Regions from separate parts of the Columba livia genome. Here region 1 is linked to region 2. A link is a contact called in public Hi-C data. All regions are on one chromosome and are shown on one strand. Each heading gives the region's core, a stretch centred on a gene start, on an enhancer-like site or on the middle of the called end of the contact. The rest is flanking DNA. Distances are from core to core; before and after follow the strand shown. Region 1 has its middle 8.7 kb from the start of FABP7. Region 2 holds the start of SERINC1 (serine incorporator 1).

Region 1 (2,757 bases), core at 179-2,678, 81 kb before region 2:
TGAAAGAAACTTATTTCAGCACTTTCTGATATTGCAACACCATCTCTACTTGCATAATCACATGCTTTTTTTTTTCTAGAGAAGCAGTTCTCCCAGTGCTCAAGACAAAGATTATTCAAGAACTGCCTCAAGGCTCTTTAACGAGTCTGTTGGATATGTAAGATCTCTACCCAGTACTTGCTGGGAGGAATAGCAATGAGTTGTCCTTCAATCATCTCAATCATCTCAGTTTACTGAATATAGAGGCAATTAAAGATATCTACTTCTTATATTGGGTGTTTAAAGCACTAACAGTTGATGTTTGGCATATGGAAGTATAAGTGAGTGAAATAAGGGTTGAGCCCTGAAAAAAGTGAGTAGATAGATGTGAACTTTGTATGGAGTTAGATGACAAGTTCACAGTGATGAAGGAATGGAAGTGATGGAATTGTCAAGCAGTGAAGTAGAAGACGGGTACAAAACTGGTGGGAGAAACAAGCATGTTCAAAACCTGTAGCTCTCCCATAATGTGTCTATGGTAGTTTTCCTGTTTTTTCACTTAAAGGGCACTTTTCCTCCTCAGTGCACAGGACACCACTGCCCAGCCCCTGCTGTCTGCTGGATGCCAGAGGCGGCCCGAGCGGCTGCGGGGAGAGCCGGTCGCTCTGCTGTGGCTGCTGGGCCACAGGGGTGCTGCTGGGGAATGGGCGGCCTGCAGGAGCAGCAGCTAAACTGGGGAGCAAGAAGTCGTGTTTTCTGTGAATAGCCTGCTTATTTAGCTGAGCGGGTGCTGGTATGACCTGTGTGGAAGCCGCCCCTGAGGGGGATCCACCTGCCCCCCGTCTGCTCGTGCAGCCCAGAAGGGGATGGTGGGGGAAAAGGGCAGCACATTTGCACCCATCTCCCCCAGGCTTTTGGAGCTGCCGGGAGTCATGGTGAAACGAAGAAACAACAGCAGAGTCAATTATATTGTTAAGCGTCATTCTTTATTTTATCAGTGTTGGGGAACACTGGGGATCATCCTCCATAAGGGCTCCAAAGACTGGATGCTCTTGCGTTGCTTATGTTCACATAATTATTACATGTGCCTTACAGTTTTTGAAATTTTTGACATACAGTGCCTCTATAGTAAGAAATAATTGATGATTTTAGTTATAATTGTTTAGTTTCTTACTTACAATACATCTATTAATTATTAGTTAAATATAAACTAAGCATTTTGGTTCTAAATAATGTATCATTTAATCTTCTGTCTCCCTCTTGTCATCTAAAACTAGAAAAATATCCCCTCGTTTTGCAGGTGGTCGGAAAGCATTTATCATGTCAACTGGTTAATGATGGGTACGTCTTTTGTAACTTAATCACAGTTAATTCAGCAGCTTGTCTTGAGCCCACGAGCCATTCGGACGATGAGTCGCCGGGGCAGCTCAAGGGGCAGCGTCTGGGCGGGACACCTTGGACGCAGCGGGGCGGGTGTTCAGCGACGGGCTCCCCGGGAGCCCCGTCCTTCTTCCCACCGGCGTCGGGCGTTGCTGCGGCTTCCCTTCTTTTTCCCGTTACGGCTGACAGCGAAGGAGGTCCAACCTTGCCGCTTCCGAGGCGCTGCGGGCCGAGAGGCGGAGGGTGGCGATCCTGCGAGGAAGGCGCAGGCTCGGGCGCCATCTTGTGTCCGCCGTGGGGGGCGGCTTGACTCCCTGTCGGCCTCGACGGCTGCGGAGCCCTCGGGCGAAAGCTGCTCTTGTCCCCGTAGAAAAAAAGGAGCATTATTAGAATTAGAATTTTGGAATACTGCTAGAGATTAGTAGCAGTTTACATGCTCCTTTTTTGTTTGCCCTGCTGATTTACAAATATGCCCAAGGGATCTGGAAAAAAATGAAATATGTAGGAAGGTTAAACCATTCCTTCTCAGATTGGCTTTTCTGTACATTTTATGGTAAGTACTGGATTTATAGCATGCGTCGGTGCCCAGCAGATTCCCAGCAATAAAGCACTAGTAAGGATTGACTAAATCTTCACATCAGGTCCCTTTATATTGCAGGTATTTGCTGAATATATGTTTAATCCAGAAAAGCTGACAGCACCCAAGCTTTGTATCTCCAGCCAGAAAACCATTTTCCATCAGATCTAAGTTGTGGTGGTCTGGCGTTAGGACGTGGCACAGGACAGAGCTCTGGGCCCTCTTGCAATACGGACTGGCCCCCACCAGGCTGAACAGGGAAATGAACCAAAGTCATAATATAGCAGCTCTGAGCATTTATTTCTGATTAATATCCAAAGCAGAACAGCTTAATAGAAGGTGAAACTAAGCTCTTCTTTAAAAAAGAAACATCAAAATCAGTCATCTATGGCAGTATTGACACCCTAACCCAAATCGCAGACCCGGTATCTACAGCTGCGTAGGTTGCAAGCCAAACTTAGACACCTGTTTTATGACAGAATTTACAGGCTGAAAAGGCTTTTGGTGAGTTCACCCCTCAGTCCAAAGCCCGACATCCTTCCTTTGTCCGTGCAGTGTGGGTGAGCTTCCACCGAGAGGACTGGGTCCCATAACCAAGGCGACGTGCTGGCGTGCTGGGCTACCTGCCCGAGGGTTGAGCAACACAGAGCAGCAGTAAGGAGCACCGCATGTCTCCGAACAGCAGCCCTGTGGGGTGGCTTCAGCTGGCAGTGCTTTCCCAAGCTGAGATAAGCCATTGAAGTAGTGTTCGCAGTGACACGAGATGTCTCCTGTTTGCAATCACACAACATTCTGAACACACGCAGACACCAAGGTACTGC
Region 2 (3,215 bases), core at 699-3,198:
GGCTCGGCTCAGAGCCCAGCTGCGCCTCAGCTCCTGCCTCACTGCAGGACCAGGACGTGCTTATGGATCAAGGAGAGGCTGGTGGCCAAGAAGCAGATGCACTCTGGCTGCCAATTCCACCTCCCATCCTTAAGAACCTCCAGTCTACCAACATTTTTACTTTTATACAGGCTTTCAAAAGCTTTCTTAACCTTTTGGTAAGGCCAAGCATGCCACATTTTATTTCAGTTCAGCATTCAATATCCACTAATTCTGTGTACTTGCCTTTCAAACTAATAGCTGTAGCCACTTTGTTAATTACTCTCATTTCTTTTTTTTCATCACTGGACAACAATCGCAGCCTTAAACCTTCAGGGTGCAAAAGTTCCTTCCCAGCTTTTTCATGTTGAATATGACAAACAGGATTGCCTTTAAAAAAATTATGAATGATAGATTCAGCAACATGTGTGGATAAGTCCAACCTGATCAATAATTCAGCATGTAGTACTATAAGAGAAGCTTGTGGGAGTCAAAAACGTTTCTTAATTTGTAAAATTAAGTTACATACTGTTTATTCCATACAAAATGTTCTGCCTCATACTTAAAAAATCAGTTTGCTTATTTATCCTTGTTAAGTGCCTACTTTTGAATACTAAAACACATTTGCCAAATGAAACTTGTATTTTTTCAGCTGAGACAGTATCCTTGGTATTATTATGTATATGTTATTAAAATGTACTTTTCCTGTTCCTTGATTGTGTGATTGTTTTATGAAGATAAAGTTTGAGGAATAGTTTTTCTTTTTGGACCATTTTCTTCTTTTGACTTTTTCTTTTTTGGACCATGTTAATCTTCTACATAGCACCACCACGACAGCCAGAAGGTCCTGCAGGCTCAAGACTCTTACCAGTACTTGTAAGAAAGGTGGGGCCTAATGAGATTGGATGCACTGAAATATTTATATGGTTTTATATGGGTTTTACGGGATGAAGCCTTCCATTTAGTAGTCCTCAGGTAAGGAGGCTACAGTCACCCAGCTCTAGCCCATTAGCTGTTTTTGGAAAGTGTTGGGCAATTCTGTGAGCACCACCCGCTGTTGTAGGGCAGCCAGCCTATCGCTCCAGGCAACATCTTCCCCCTCTCCGGCACTCCCTGCTCTAGATATGCCTGGGAAGGCAATGAAGAAGCACAGGCCAACTCTTAAGCACTTTATATCCTTCTAACACGTCAGGGGAGCTGACCAAAACATGATGGTGCCGCTGTCAGCCACAGCGCAGCAGCCACAGAATCACAGAATCACAGAATGTTAGGGGTTGGAAGGGACCTCAAAAGATCATCTAGTCCAATCCCCCTGCCAGAGCAGGAACACCCAGTTGAGCTTACACAGGAAGGTGTCCAGGCGGGTTTTGAACGTCTCTAGAGGAGACTCCACAACCCCCCGGGCAGCCTGTTCCAGTGCTCTGTCACCCTCACCATAAAGAAGTTTCTTCTCATATTTAAGTGGAACCTCCTGTGTTCCAGTTTGTGTCCATTGCCCCTTGTCCTATCATTGGTTGTCACTGAGAAGAGCCTGGCTCCATCCTCCTGACACTCATCCCTTACATTTTTATAAACATAAATGAGGTCACCCCTCAGTCTCCTCCAAGCTAAAGAGCCCCAGCTCCCTCAGCCTTTCCTCATAAGGGAGATGCTCCACTCCCTTAATCATCTTTGTTGCCCTGTGCTGGACTCTCTCCAGCAGTTCCCTGTCCTTGAACTGAGGGGCCCAGAACTGGACACAACATTCCAGGTGTGGTCTCACCAGGGCAGAGTAGAGGGGGAGTAGAACCTGTATCGACCTACTAACCACACCCCATCTAAGGGCAATGAAGGCAATGAAGAAGCGCAGGCCGACTACTAACCATTTTATATCCTTCTAACACATGGCAGCGGCTGCCGGCGCCTGTGCGGGGGTCTGACCAGCGAGGCCGCGGGCCAGCCGCCCCCTGCAGCGGTACGCCCCGCAGGCCGGCGCCTTCCCCAGTCACAAGGGCAGGGACAACGCGGCCCAACCGCCACCGCTCTCGGACCCGTAATGAAAGGAGGCTGCAGCGGAGACGGCTGCCTGTCTCCCTCCTGCCGGAAGTGACGTGCGATACCGTCACAGCACCCGGAAGCGCCGTTGGGAGCGGTAAACAACCCGGGGCCGCCGCGCTTCCATCTTTGAGGAGCCGGAGCCGGATCCCGCCGCGGACCATGGGCGGCGTCCTGGGCCTCTGCTCCATGGCGAGCTGGGTAAGGCGGGGGGCAGGCGGGTGGTGCTTCCTTACCCCTCTTTGTACGTCGCAGGCCCGGAGCCTGCGGCCGGTGTCCCGCCACCCCTTCCCCGGGCCTCGCACGTCGTCCCCCTCCCCGTTTCCCCGCCCCGGAGCTTTGTCTCCCAGGAGTGTCTGTGGCGCTGCCTCCCCACCCGCACCCCCCCGAGCTCTCTGCACCCTGAGCGGCCGCCGCCCCCGCTGCTTCGGGGCCGGGCGCTACCCCCGGCAGGCTGGAGGACGCGGGCCCTGGGCCGCGCCCCCACCCTGGTCTCCCATTTCGAGTGTCTCCGGGGTCTCCCCAGGGATCTGCCGAAGCCGTTTCGCTGGGGCCATGGGCGGCTTCGTGCTGACTTAGAGCGGCTTGTCGCGCTGCTGGTTGCTGCTGAATCCGCCTTACTGTGCGGGAGGCGTTACTGTGTCAGCTAAAATTCCCCCTCTCCAAATTTGTAAAGGACTCAAAATCTCATTAAACGCTTAGGAAGTTCGGCGTTTCTTTTCGGGAAGAGCAAAACTCTCGTGTTGCCTTGGTCTTAGTGATTGTATTTAATTCCTCTTTCTTACGGCTTTGTCTTGAGCAGCTCCACCCCTTGTAGCATCTTTGTCTTACCGAGGGCTCGTTTTCTCACTGCACAGTGGATCGTGGTGATGTGTCAGCCCCATGCTGAGCATCGACAGCGCATTTTCCTTAACGGGAAAACATACTTTGAAGTGGTTTTAAAACTGTTAGTACTGTCCATAAAAACATAGAAGTCGGTAGAGATCCTGCATGGTAGTCCTCTTTGCAGTTGAGGCATTGCTGTCTTATCTTGAAGTGATATGTCTTTCAAAATCTACTTCCAATGCAAATAGACACAATCAGATGGATCGTGACTCTTCAGATATTTGAGTTTGAAATGTTAGTTGGGTTGTGAAAACCTGCATTTTCCATACTAAAAATAT

What was found. Hi-C and Micro-C count contacts between places; a contact is called where the count stands out from the background.
Region 1: a contact with region 2 is called in a Hi-C map of crop, with 3 times the contacts expected there. The contact joins the enhancer-like site here to the promoter of SERINC1 in region 2. A contact is called at or near these places in 2 of 2 Hi-C or Micro-C datasets (crop and liver).

Annotation. Positions count from the first base shown.
Region 1 is chr3:54,218,087-54,220,843 of bColLiv1.pat.W.v2, reverse strand. No RefSeq gene overlaps it. Among named protein-coding and RNA genes, the nearest start is that of FABP7, 8.7 kb to the left of the region's middle. Within about 2 kb of position 1,428, at least 1 of the 3 cell types and tissues checked has an H3K27ac peak away from gene starts, as active enhancers do.
Region 2 is chr3:54,136,803-54,140,017 of bColLiv1.pat.W.v2, reverse strand. SERINC1 (serine incorporator 1) reads left to right here and starts at 1,948. Exons shown (of 10, transcript XM_065056770.1): 1 at 1,948-2,253. The coding sequence starts at 2,215.